Regions from separate parts of the Mus musculus genome. Here region 2 is linked to region 1. A link is a contact called in public Micro-C data. All regions are on one chromosome and are shown on one strand. The core of a region is the stretch at or near the end of the contact, and the rest is flanking DNA. Distances in the headings are between cores, read along the strand shown.

The links. Hi-C and Micro-C count contacts between places; a contact is called where the count stands out from the background.
Region 2: a Micro-C map of embryonic stem cells shows a contact between it and region 1, with 2.0 times the contacts expected there. The contact joins the enhancer-like site here to the promoter of 2200002D01Rik in region 1. A contact is called at or near these places in 1 of 484 Hi-C or Micro-C datasets (embryonic stem cells), 2 of 115 datasets of contacts at active chromatin or transcription factors (the SCID.adh cell line and pancreatic cancer cells) and 3 of 9 other capture datasets (adipose tissue, liver and pancreatic islet).

What each region holds. Positions count from the first base shown.
Region 1 is chr7:29,245,379-29,250,643 of GRCm38.p6, reverse strand. 2200002D01Rik (RIKEN cDNA 2200002D01 gene) reads left to right here and starts at 2,177. Exons shown (of 4, transcript NM_028179.1): 1 at 2,177-2,287; 2 at 2,404-2,516; 3 at 2,679-2,747; 4 at 2,910-3,123. The coding sequence starts at 2,266. The coding sequence ends at 3,050. It overlaps Yif1b (Yip1 interacting factor homolog B (S. cerevisiae)), which reads right to left. Exons shown (of 8, transcript NM_001110201.1): 6 at 4,823-4,978; 7 at 4,650-4,743; 8 at 3,112-3,407. The coding sequence ends at 3,252.
Region 2 is chr7:29,318,141-29,323,405 of GRCm38.p6, reverse strand. It overlaps Sipa1l3 (signal-induced proliferation-associated 1 like 3), which reads left to right. Exons shown (of 23, transcript NM_001081028.1): 23 at 1,119-3,028. The coding sequence ends at 1,262. Among named protein-coding and RNA genes, the nearest start is that of Dpf1, 13 kb to the right of the region's middle. Within about 2 kb of position 3,250, at least 41 of the 459 cell types and tissues checked have an H3K27ac peak or open chromatin away from gene starts, as enhancers often do. A contact at or near this core is called in the SCID.adh cell line and embryonic stem cells, where this site is marked.

The DNA.
Region 1 (5,265 bases), core at 928-3,427:
TGTGGTCTCCACTTACATAGCAAGCCTGAAGCCAGCCTGGACTATCAGAGACCCAGCCTCAAAACCACAACCAAACATCTCCAATGAGGTTTTCACTTTAAAAAATCCAACCCTGCTGGCCAGTGGTGGCACATACCTTTAGTCCCAGCACTTGGTAGGCAGAGACAGGCAGATTTCTTAGTTCAAGGCCAGCCTGGTCTACAGACTGAGTTTCAGGACAGCCAGGGCTACACAGAGAAACCCTGTCTCAGGAAAGCAAAACCAAAAAATCCAACCCTATCCAAAAAAAAAAAAAAAAAAAAAAAATTAGGCAGTGCTTGTGCACCCCTTCAATCCCAGCGCCTGGCTCTCTGAGTTTGAGGCCAGCCTAGTCTTATACTTCTAGGACAGGCAGGGCTACACAGAGAAACCTTGTCTCAAACAACAAATCCAAGCCCTCCCCAACATAACACATTAGCGGTTCCTCTGCCCTGCTGTTTTGTTTTTTTTTTTTTCCTTGCCTTTACTACTTTGGTTGGTGGAGTGGGTGTTGAGTTTTAGATAGAGTCCACTGCTATTTAAGACAAGCTCTGGCTGTATATTGACTAATGGGCCAGATAGGTCTACCTGAGACCCTGTCTCAAAAAAAGAGGGTGGGTGGGTACTAGAGAGGTGGCTCAGCGATGAAGAGCACTGGCTGCTCTTTCAGAGGACCTGGGTTTGATTTCCAGGACCTACATGGTGGCTCACAAGGGTAACCCTAGCTCCAGGGACCCCTGTACTGCCTTCTGGCTTCAGGCAGCAGGCATGAATAGGTGTGCATACATAGGCAAACATCATTATAGGGAAGAATTTAAACTGTAAAGAGGTAAGGTGCTAGAAGGTGGTTAGGGGTATTTGTTGTTCTAGTGGCTCAAACCCAAGGATGGCTTCCACAGACAGCAGCAGGCCTCCACAAACACACACACACACATTTAAAAATAAAGTTTTTCAGGTAATGGGAAGCACCAAGTATGTGCTGGAATGACACGCGTGGAGCCTGCATGACCAGTGCAGGCATTTCTGCAAATGGACATTAAGCAGGCATCCAAGGTGGCACATGGCCACCTTGATCCTTGAAGTAGCCACCTGTTCCTGCTGAGAGGTGGGCGCTCACTTTTGGAATATACAGGTGGGTGTTTTGTTTTGTGTGCACGTGCCTGGATGTGCACCTGTGGAAGTCCAAAGACGGTGTGCAGGCGTGAGTTCTCTTAGGTGGTTCCGGGTGATTAGATTCACCTCATTAACCTGGCAATTCTACACAATGAGCCACCTCACCAGCCTCCTTATTTTCTTGAGTCAGGTATATTGCTGGGTGGCACAGAACTCACTCTGTAAGGCCAGGCTGGCCTTGAACTCAACTTGCCTCTGCCTCCTGAGTGTTAGAATTAAAGGTGTGTGTCACCAAGCCCAGCACTCTTATGCTGTGTAGCCCAGGCTATGATAGAGTCTTCAATCCCCCTGCCCCAGTCTCCTGAGCAGTGGGCTTACAGTACCTAGCTTAGAACTAATGTTGATGTTCCCGAAAGTCACATGGTGAAGCCATATCCCAAATTGGAGGTCTTATATTCAGACATGGAGAGCCAAGACTAGAAGCAGGAAGCAGACCATCTCTGTACTGGGGCTCTCTCCCTGCCTATGCCTAGCTTCCAGCCCCGAGCCTTGCCGACTATGAGGTAAACTGCTGCTTAAGCACTAATCTGTTATGTTTAACAGCCCAAATTAAGACACCTGCCTTTACCCAAACAACGCAACACATTTCACCACCATGCACTCTGCCAAGCACCAGCCTAGGAATTCAACCCCACCACCCCAGGGTACAACTTTGCTGGTGCTTTTCAGCTGCCGCCAGGGCGCACTAGTCTGGCCACCAAATTCTTCAGACACTACTTATCTCAGCTCGGAGGAGCTGAGAACCAGACCTCGTTGCTCCCAGAATGCACTTTAACTTTGTTCAGTGTACGGAACGGCTTTCCGGAAGCAAGTACCCCCGCAAAGGGACCAACTGATGACTAGTCTCACCCCCTTTCTCCCAGACACCTACAGCCACTTCTAACCCCACTTCCCACTTAGGAAAGTCTGGGTGGAGCCGGGAGCGCCAGTGCAGTGAGTCAGGGCCAGGGAGCTGAGGGACAAAGGTCCGGAGGGTGAGGCTTCGCGGAATTCCTGAGATGGGCAGGTCGTGCAGTCCCACCCCCTGCCCTAGGCTCTGCCTAAAGTTTCCGGCCATCCAGACTGGTCACCGCCATGGAGTTTGACTTGGCCGCAGGTAAGTTCCCCGGGGAGTGGTGGATTTGCTGTGTAAGGGGCCAGACTCAGAGCCTGGGAATACTGAAGGGAAGCTACGTCGCCTACATAACCATGTAACTCCCCTCTCCTCCGCAGCCCTGGGCCCTGGTTCTAAGAAGCCAGAGGGGGCAGGCCATGTGGGAGACCCCAAACACTGTCCTCTTAAAGCGCCGGGCGGGCCAGAGGCAGGCGCTGCTCACAAGCCGAGGGTAAGTCACTTCATCACCGGCACCGAGTCCCGAGGGCCCGAGATGAGAACTGGCTTCCGTCCTTGGTCCTCGGCCACACATCAGCCTTCCAGTTTGGGTTGGAAGCTGCTCGAGTGGGTCCCTGTCCTCACTGTAACCACTCCCTCCCCAACCCCCATCTAGCGTGTCTCTGGCAGCTCCTCCGACTCCAGCAGCAGTAGCAGCTCCAGCGACTCAGAGGCAGAGGGGAAGGTAAGAGACGGTCCCTCTCCCAGTGTGTCCTCTCGCACCTCAGACCCAGGCCCCGCTGCGGTCAGGGTCACGTTAGGCTCCTTGCCGAGGTGAGTGGGGCGGGTCCAGTACAGCTTTCAACCGGGCCACCTCCTCTCCTACCCACCGTCCTTGGCTCTCCAGGAGTATGCCGCTGGCTGCAAGAAGCATGAACGCTCCTCAGACAAGGCCAAGAAACCCAAGGTGAAGAAGGAGAAGATGGAGAAGAAGGAGAAGAAGGAGAAGAAGGAGAAGGAGAAGAAGGAGAAGAAGGCCCCCCATTGACTTATTAAACTTGCAGCCCTTTCCGCTCCCCAGCGCCCTCTGCCGGTCAGAAGTGGAGGCTGCGCCGAGCCCATCAGGTTTATTGTTGCGGGTGTGCAGTAGGCGACATGAGCACCTTGGCTAGGAAGGAGGGCGCGGGCCTGGAGGGCGGGAGCCCTGGTCAAGCGAGATGAGTGTGGGAGCTGGAGGCCAGGCCGCAGCTCACCGTACAAGGTGGAAGGTGAGCCAGTACATGAGTACCGGCTGCGCAGCTGCCACTGCCATAGTCAGGTACATGCGCAGCTGGTTCCGCGCCCCACGCACTGGCACTCCTTCGGCCGCTGCCTGGGCCAGGATCTTGAGCCGCAGTGTCCGGATCTGGGTGGTAAGGGTAAAGTGGGGGTCCCGTAAGTGCCAGGCAGCTCGGGATGAGTCCCTGCCCCTCTGTGGCCTCCAGTTTGTGTTCCTAGAAGGGTCTTTTGAATAGCTACCTCCCCCAAGCCCTGTGAGCAAACCTTTGCAGAGGCAAAGGCCAGAAGAGAGGCTAAGAATTGTAGATCCCGGCCTGAAGAGCATGGCCTAGCTGCTTCCACCTACTGGGAGACAGTTGCCTTCACGCAACGCAGATCCTCACAGACACTAGCCCAGTGCCCTACCACAGAGTAACACTCCCAAAACACGCCAGCTCCAGAAGACAAACTAGAAGAGCTATTTCCTTTTTGGTTTGGCTCAGATGCCTTCCTCCCCCTCCTTCTCCCCCTCCCGCGCTCTTTCTCTCTGGGAGGCAGGATCTTGACATGTAGACCAAGGTGGCCTCGAGTTCCTGGTGATGGATCTACTTGAGCCCTGGTATGCACGTCAGCGCAGCCTGCAGGAGCTTGGTAGCGAGCGCCCTTCACCTGCTTAGCCACCTCACTGTTCCCGATGTTTCTTTGGGGGTGTGTGTGTGTGTGTGTACCTATATTTGTGGGAGTTAGAGGACCCTTTACCAAGTAGGCTAGGCTGGTACCAATGAGCCCCACATTCCTAGCTCTGAGATTATAAGAATAGATCTACTTTGGGCTCTTTTTTTTTTTAATGTGGGGTCCAAGGATTGAAGTCAGGTCTTCCTTACTGATGGAGCCATCTCCCAGCTCCCTTAAAGTAACATGATGACAAGGCTTATGCTTGTGGACCAGGGCCCGTGTTACCCTCTGCTTCCCCCTCATGCTCGGTCTAAATCCTCCCAAGACTCCGGTGCAGTCACCAGGCATCCCATTTTACAAAAGAAACTGAGGCTTAAGTAGAGGAGGTGATTCACTCCGAGTACACGGCAGTCCAAACATGGCCCCTAGTCAGTATTTTACCACAGCTGGAGGGACTCAGGGGCATATTGGCAGAAAGCCCAGCATACAGAGACAGAAGTAAGAGTGAGAGCCCAAGCAGAGCCTGTGTACTGGGCAACCCTGGCCCTAGCCTAGCATCCAGGCTGGCTCTTGCTCTCAGAAGGGCGCACAGAGTCTGCCTCTTCCAGGAGGCTCTCCTAGCCCCCAGATTTGGTACTTGGATGCTCCAAAGACCTCCCCAAGCCTGCCTGGGAAGCCTGGGGCCTCAGCCTTGCCCGCCCTGATCCCCACTCACCATGAATACAAAGATGGACACACAGCACCAGGCAAGCACCAGGTAGTAGCCGATCTTTCCAAAGAGCAGACCCGTGAGGACGCCGCCAATCATCCTGAGGGGGAAGGGGGGAGGGGAGAATCAGTGTGAAGAGGCCAAGGTCTGGGACTGGCAGGCAGGGCAGGAGCACTCACCCCACATATTTGTAGCCCAAGAAGGCCACCAGGTCAATGGTGGTGAGGTCGGTGTTGACAGTGACCAGGTAGAGACTGAGCAGGATTGCTACGACTTCCAGAGTCAGCCAGGCCAGAGCTGAGCTCGCCTGCAGTCCCAGGAGGTCTGGGGAGAACCTGCCGGAAGAGATGTCCCCTGAGCATCACCCGGGGCAGCCCTGTGTCAATGGAACAGAGACCACCAAGGATCTGGGTCTGTCCCTAGACAGTGACACTCAAGTCAGGGCTTAGATGGGGGACCTCAGAGCCCTGTGAGGGGTACCAGGAAGGTTCCTCCCGATAAAGAAAGGGCAGCTGAGCTGAAGCCTGAAGTCAGAACTGGTGGGGAAGGGGCCTTGCTTCATCTTGGAGCCTTAGCAAGGAATCCACTAGTTCCATGACACTTGTTTTCGATGCCACAAAAA
Region 2 (5,265 bases), core at 2,001-4,500, 72 kb before region 1:
CAGTCAAGCCTCATAGTGCCACACGTGCCTGGAGCCCCAGCTCTAAGCAGAGCAGAGACAGGAGGGTCACAGAAGCTTGCTGGCTTCTAGCCTGTCCAAGAGAACATAACCACAGGTAAAGGGAGAGACAAAGAAATAGGCGAAGAGTGACAGGGACCCCTGGAGCCCTCTTCAGACACATGCCCCTCTGCGCACGCACGCATGCATAAATAAGGAAATAGGTGAAAATGGGTAAATGACTAGTAGATATATCTAGCAACTACCATGCAATATTAACTTAGTGAGAAATAGTCCAGGCCTTAATCCTCCTGCCTCAGCCTTCCCACTCATTGCTGGGAGGCAGAGGCAGGCAGACCTCTTGTAAGTTTGAGGCCAGCCTGGACAGTCCGGGATACACAGAAGCCCTGCCTCAAAAAGACCAAATAATAAATAAAAAAATAAAAAGAAGACAGTCCCTTGTGGAAGGGCACCGTTGTATCTGTGGCGTCCATGCACCCATCTCAGGGTGGAGGGGGATGAGAAGAAGCAGGACTGGGGGAGCTTTACTTGTTTATATATTTGAGGTGATGCAAGGCAGGACCCAGGTTCAGATCCCACCCCGGTATTTAATGCTGCACACACAGCCTTGGCACTCCCTGCGCCAGGATGTCGCATGACCTCGGGAGAGCAGAGCCTGCTCAGGCTGTGGTGGGTCTTGGTTGTTTTCTTCCAGGAAAGTGAAGATGACAGCCATCCCGAAGGTTGGGGTGAGGTGGGGTGGTAACAGTGAGTATGGCTAGCAAATGACTACTTCGGCCTGTCAGTGGTGGGGTGCATGCCTGTGATCCTAGCACCGGAGAGTCTGAGGTCAGCCTGAGCTACATACTAAGACCTTATCTTTAAAAGAAAAAAAAAAAAAAAGAATAAATTAACCCGCAAGCTTTCCAAACTTCCTGTCAGAGTTGAGGCCAGGGTATGAGTTAACTTGCCCTGGGTGGTTCATCTGGAGAAGCAGAGCTGGGATTTGAACCCTTGCAGACAGGCCTCTCAGGATCCAGTGGCTGCGGTCTGCTTCTGCTCTGTGCACCTCAGCCATCTGCCTTACCGTACCTTACTAACCCAGCCCTTTGCCCTCCCAGGAGAAGCAGGACAAGGTGGTGCTGCAGTCCGAGGTGGCCAGCCTGCGGCAGAACAACCAGCGACTGCAGGAGGAGTCGCAGGCCGCCAGTGAACAGCTGCGCAAGTTCGCAGAGCTCTTCAGCAGGGAGAAGAAGGAGCTCTGAGTGCCCCTGGGTCACCCTAGACCGCCCTGGCTGGCAGGCAGTGGGCTTCTGGTTGCAGGGGTGACAGGTCATCCAGCCACAGCCCCGCACCCACTGCCCTGCAACCTTCCTTTAGGGACTCGGGGGACGCCAGGCACTAGTCTCAGGCCCCTCTCAGCTGCTCCCTGCCGCCTTGCAGGCCACAGGAGCGCCCATTCCTAGGACCCAGCTGCCTGGAGCTGTGTCGGTGGGAGGGGCCCAGGAGCCCCTGCATGAGAACTATGGAACGAAGTGAGCCCTTTCTTCCCCCACTCCCTGACAGTCCAGGGCTCCTCTATCCCCAGTGAACTGGCTCCAGGTAGCATGGACATCACCCTCCGAGTCCCCCTTCCACACAGCAGCCAGGAGCACTTTCATAGAGTTTAAATTATTTTCCTGGGGCCCCAGAATGGACAGGACCCATTAGCACCCAGATCCACTCCTTTGAGAAACCCCATTTGTACAGCTAGGACTGTTTATATGATCTTTTTTATCAGCTTCTCTCCAAGCAGCCGCAGGCCCCTCTGCCTTGGAGCTACTGATCTGGCCAGCCATGGGATCCTCCTCTAGGACAACTAGGCCATTGCCCCCTACGCCAGCGGCTTTGAGGAACCTGAGGACAGGGCTGAGGCAGAGCCTTCACCCCCTGTATGGTTGTCTTTCCTTTTACAAGTCTCCCTGGCCACACTCCATCCCCCAGTGGACACCAGCCACGCTCACTGTGCTCCCTGGGGAGCACTCACAGTGCAGCCCCCAGCCCCCAGAGATTCTCCAAAGGCAATAAGGGGCAGCTCAGTGGGGCACGCTGCTCACCCAGGAAACACAAATCCCCCTCCCCCTTTTTTTCCTTCTTTAAAAACAAACAGAAAAGAATATATATATATATATATATATTTATTTTTTCATGTAGAGTTGTGCCGGAACACGTTTGAATGGCCACAGTCTGTGGATTTCCCCAAACCCTGTGGGCTGGAGGTCAATGTGAGGACTCAGAGGGACGTGGGGGCAGCAGGCGGCACAGTTGGCAGCGTAGATTGGACCCAGAGCCATAACGAGATGGCCCAGCCCTCAGACCAGGACCCATCACTTCTCTTTGGGCCCACTACCACACACAACAGGCACTCTGCTCCCGATGGGCCAGGCTGAAGGGCAGGGCTTGAGGAAAGGGTATCCAGAGCTCCCTGTGACCTGCCTCTGACCCCCGGGGAACCCCTGGTTGTGAGGGAGCAGCCTGCCATGCCCTCCACTCACCATGGAATGATGGTGGCAAACCAGACCACCCAGTGTCCTGAACCCTGGCCAGCTACTGTGATGTCTGTCTCCTGATCACCTTTCTAAAGGGTTCTCCAGCCCCTCCCCCTTCCTCTCCTCTCAGAACCCAACCTGGAGCCTTCCCCCTTCCCCCCAACCCCCTCCCTTCATTTCTTTCTTTAATGTGTCTTCTCATATCTTCAGACCATTCGAATCATTTGGGGGACCTAATCATGTACATTGACAGTTGTAAATTTTAATTTTTGCTTTTGTTCTATTATTTTTGTAAGAATTCCTGCAAAAAAAAATTATTTAATTTGAGGTTGATACTCTGTGTAATGACTGGAGATAGCAGGCTTTTTTTTCCAGGTTGATTTATTCCATTTGGATTTTTGTTTTAATCATTCTTTATTGTCTTTTCCTCCCCCTCTTCCCATCCCTGTCTTGAGATTTCTGGCATGTTTCAGGAGGTTTCAAAGGAAATAAACGTTTCATAGAAATGGCTGGTGTGTTCTCCTGCAGCTGCCTGGAAGCCAGTGCTGGCTCCCTCCTCCTAAGCTCATATCACACTCCTGCTGCACAGCATACATTTACCAGCCAGCCGCTTTCCTAGGCACCTGACCATCAGGATGTAAAATGTGCTGAAGTTAAAACAAGCTAGGTCTGCAAGGCGAGCATGGTAACCCGAGCCCTTAATCCCAGCGCTCAGGAGGCAAGGTGGGAGGAGCTCTGTGTTCTAGGCCAGCTTGTTGGAAGTAAGTTCTAGGAGAGTTAGGGCTGCACTGTGAACCTGTCTTCAAAGGGAATGGGGGATGGGCCCCTTTCGCCAGGTGTGATGGTTCACACTTGTAATCCCAGCGCTCTGAGGCAGGAGGATCGCCGAGAGTTCAAGGCCAGTTGTGTTTGTACACATCGGGAATCTCAGAGGTGAACGGGTGTCAGGAGTGCAAGGTCTTCCTTAGCTACATAGCAAGTTTGAGGCCACCTTGTGCTGACTGCAAGATAAGTGGTAATGAAGCCCTTTTTAAAAAAAAGAAGAAGAAAAAAGAAAAACTTTTGGGCCAGAAGTGGCTTTGTGGTTAAGAGCACCGGCTGCTCTTCCAGAGGACCCCCAGGTCCTCACCGCTCACAGTTGCCTGACAGCACACCCAAGAGACCCAGTGCCCTCTTCTGGCATATTTAAAAAACAACAACAACAAAAGCCAGGCAAAGTTAAGATAGCATGCGCCTTTAACCCCAGCAGAGGGAGGTGGATCTGTGAGTTTGAGGCCATCCTGGTCTACATAGTTCGGGGGCAGCTAGGGCTACACAAAAGAAGTCTGTCTCAAAACAAAACCACGGGTGATTGCAGGTAAAGTAAGTACTTGCCATGCTGGTGGGATTTGTATGAAGCCTCCACCCGGCCCCAAACCACGCCCCTCTCCATCCCCCGCTTCATTTGTGTGCCCAGCCCCACCTACTCATCCCTCCACTGGGTCCCACCATGCCGTGGACCTCCCTCTGCCAACAGTGCAGGGAATGGATTGCAGTGGAGAGCTGCCCAGGGGTCCCTGGGGACCAGAGGTAAAGGAAGAGTCATCTAGCTAAAGGAAGTGTCTCGGACCTGAAGCCTCGGCCAAAACCAGGATTTCTATGGCCCTCCAGACAGGACAAGAGGGGGCGGCTTGAAGCTTGGGGTCCTGGGTCTGTGTCTCGCCGAACTGTGGACATCTGCGGGTGGGCGAGGCACCAGGCAAACTGACTTTGGACTCAGGAGTTCCAAGAAGATCCTGAAGACTCACCTCCTGTGGGAAGTCAGCCTCTCTGGACAGGACTGACCCCATCCCATCAGCGGTCGTTGTGTTCTTCAGGTCTGAGCTGAACTCTGATCCTCCTTCGCACCCTACCCGCACCCCCCACCGCCAAATATCTTCCGAAAGGTGTTTGCCTATATCCAGTGGAGAATCAGCCCTTGCAAGGGCTTCCAGCTACTTAGACATCCTCACTCGCCACCCTCCTCAGGGCCCCATCCAGCCCAGCCCTCCCCCCATCAACCTGGGCCAAGTGGGGGAGGGAACCCGGGAACAAACTGTTCTCACATCCTCTCCTGGCCTGGGAGACATACCACCATCTCCCAACACCCCACAATTCACACGCGCACCCGCACACGCACGCCAAGCCCTGAAGGCGCCTGCACTGCGCCCCGTAGTCCCTTCCCTTTCTTGCCCCAGTTTTTCATGCCCCTCCCCCACCTCTCCTCAGTCTGCCTATCTCTTTGGCCTCATCTGCCTGGCACTCTCCAGATTTCTGTTGTCTGTTCGCACCCCCACACCCCTTTCTAAAGAGAAGGCTCATGCTATAGCCCAGGATGACGTGTAACTAACTCCCCGTCCCTCCTGCCTCAGCCTCCAGTGTTGGAGTTCTGAGCCACATAGTGTGTTACCATCCTGGATGGCGGTCCCTTACATTCTTTATTGCCTTCCAACCAAAAGTCTCGCTCATTCCCGTGTCTTTTGTCTGGGGGCTTTGCCTGTCCCCTTATCTCATTTTCTCCCTCTGACTTTGTACATTTTCTGCTTGTCTCTCCAAACAGCTGTCCACTTCTCCCTCCCCTGGTCTTGCCAAAGCCTGGCTTTTTTTTTTTTTTTTTTTCCTTTTTCTTGTTTTAAACTATTATTTACTGGACTAGTCCTCCACCCCGTCCCTGGTCCCTGTCCTCTTCCCTCGGAATTCCTGGGACTCTCTCTTCATCTGT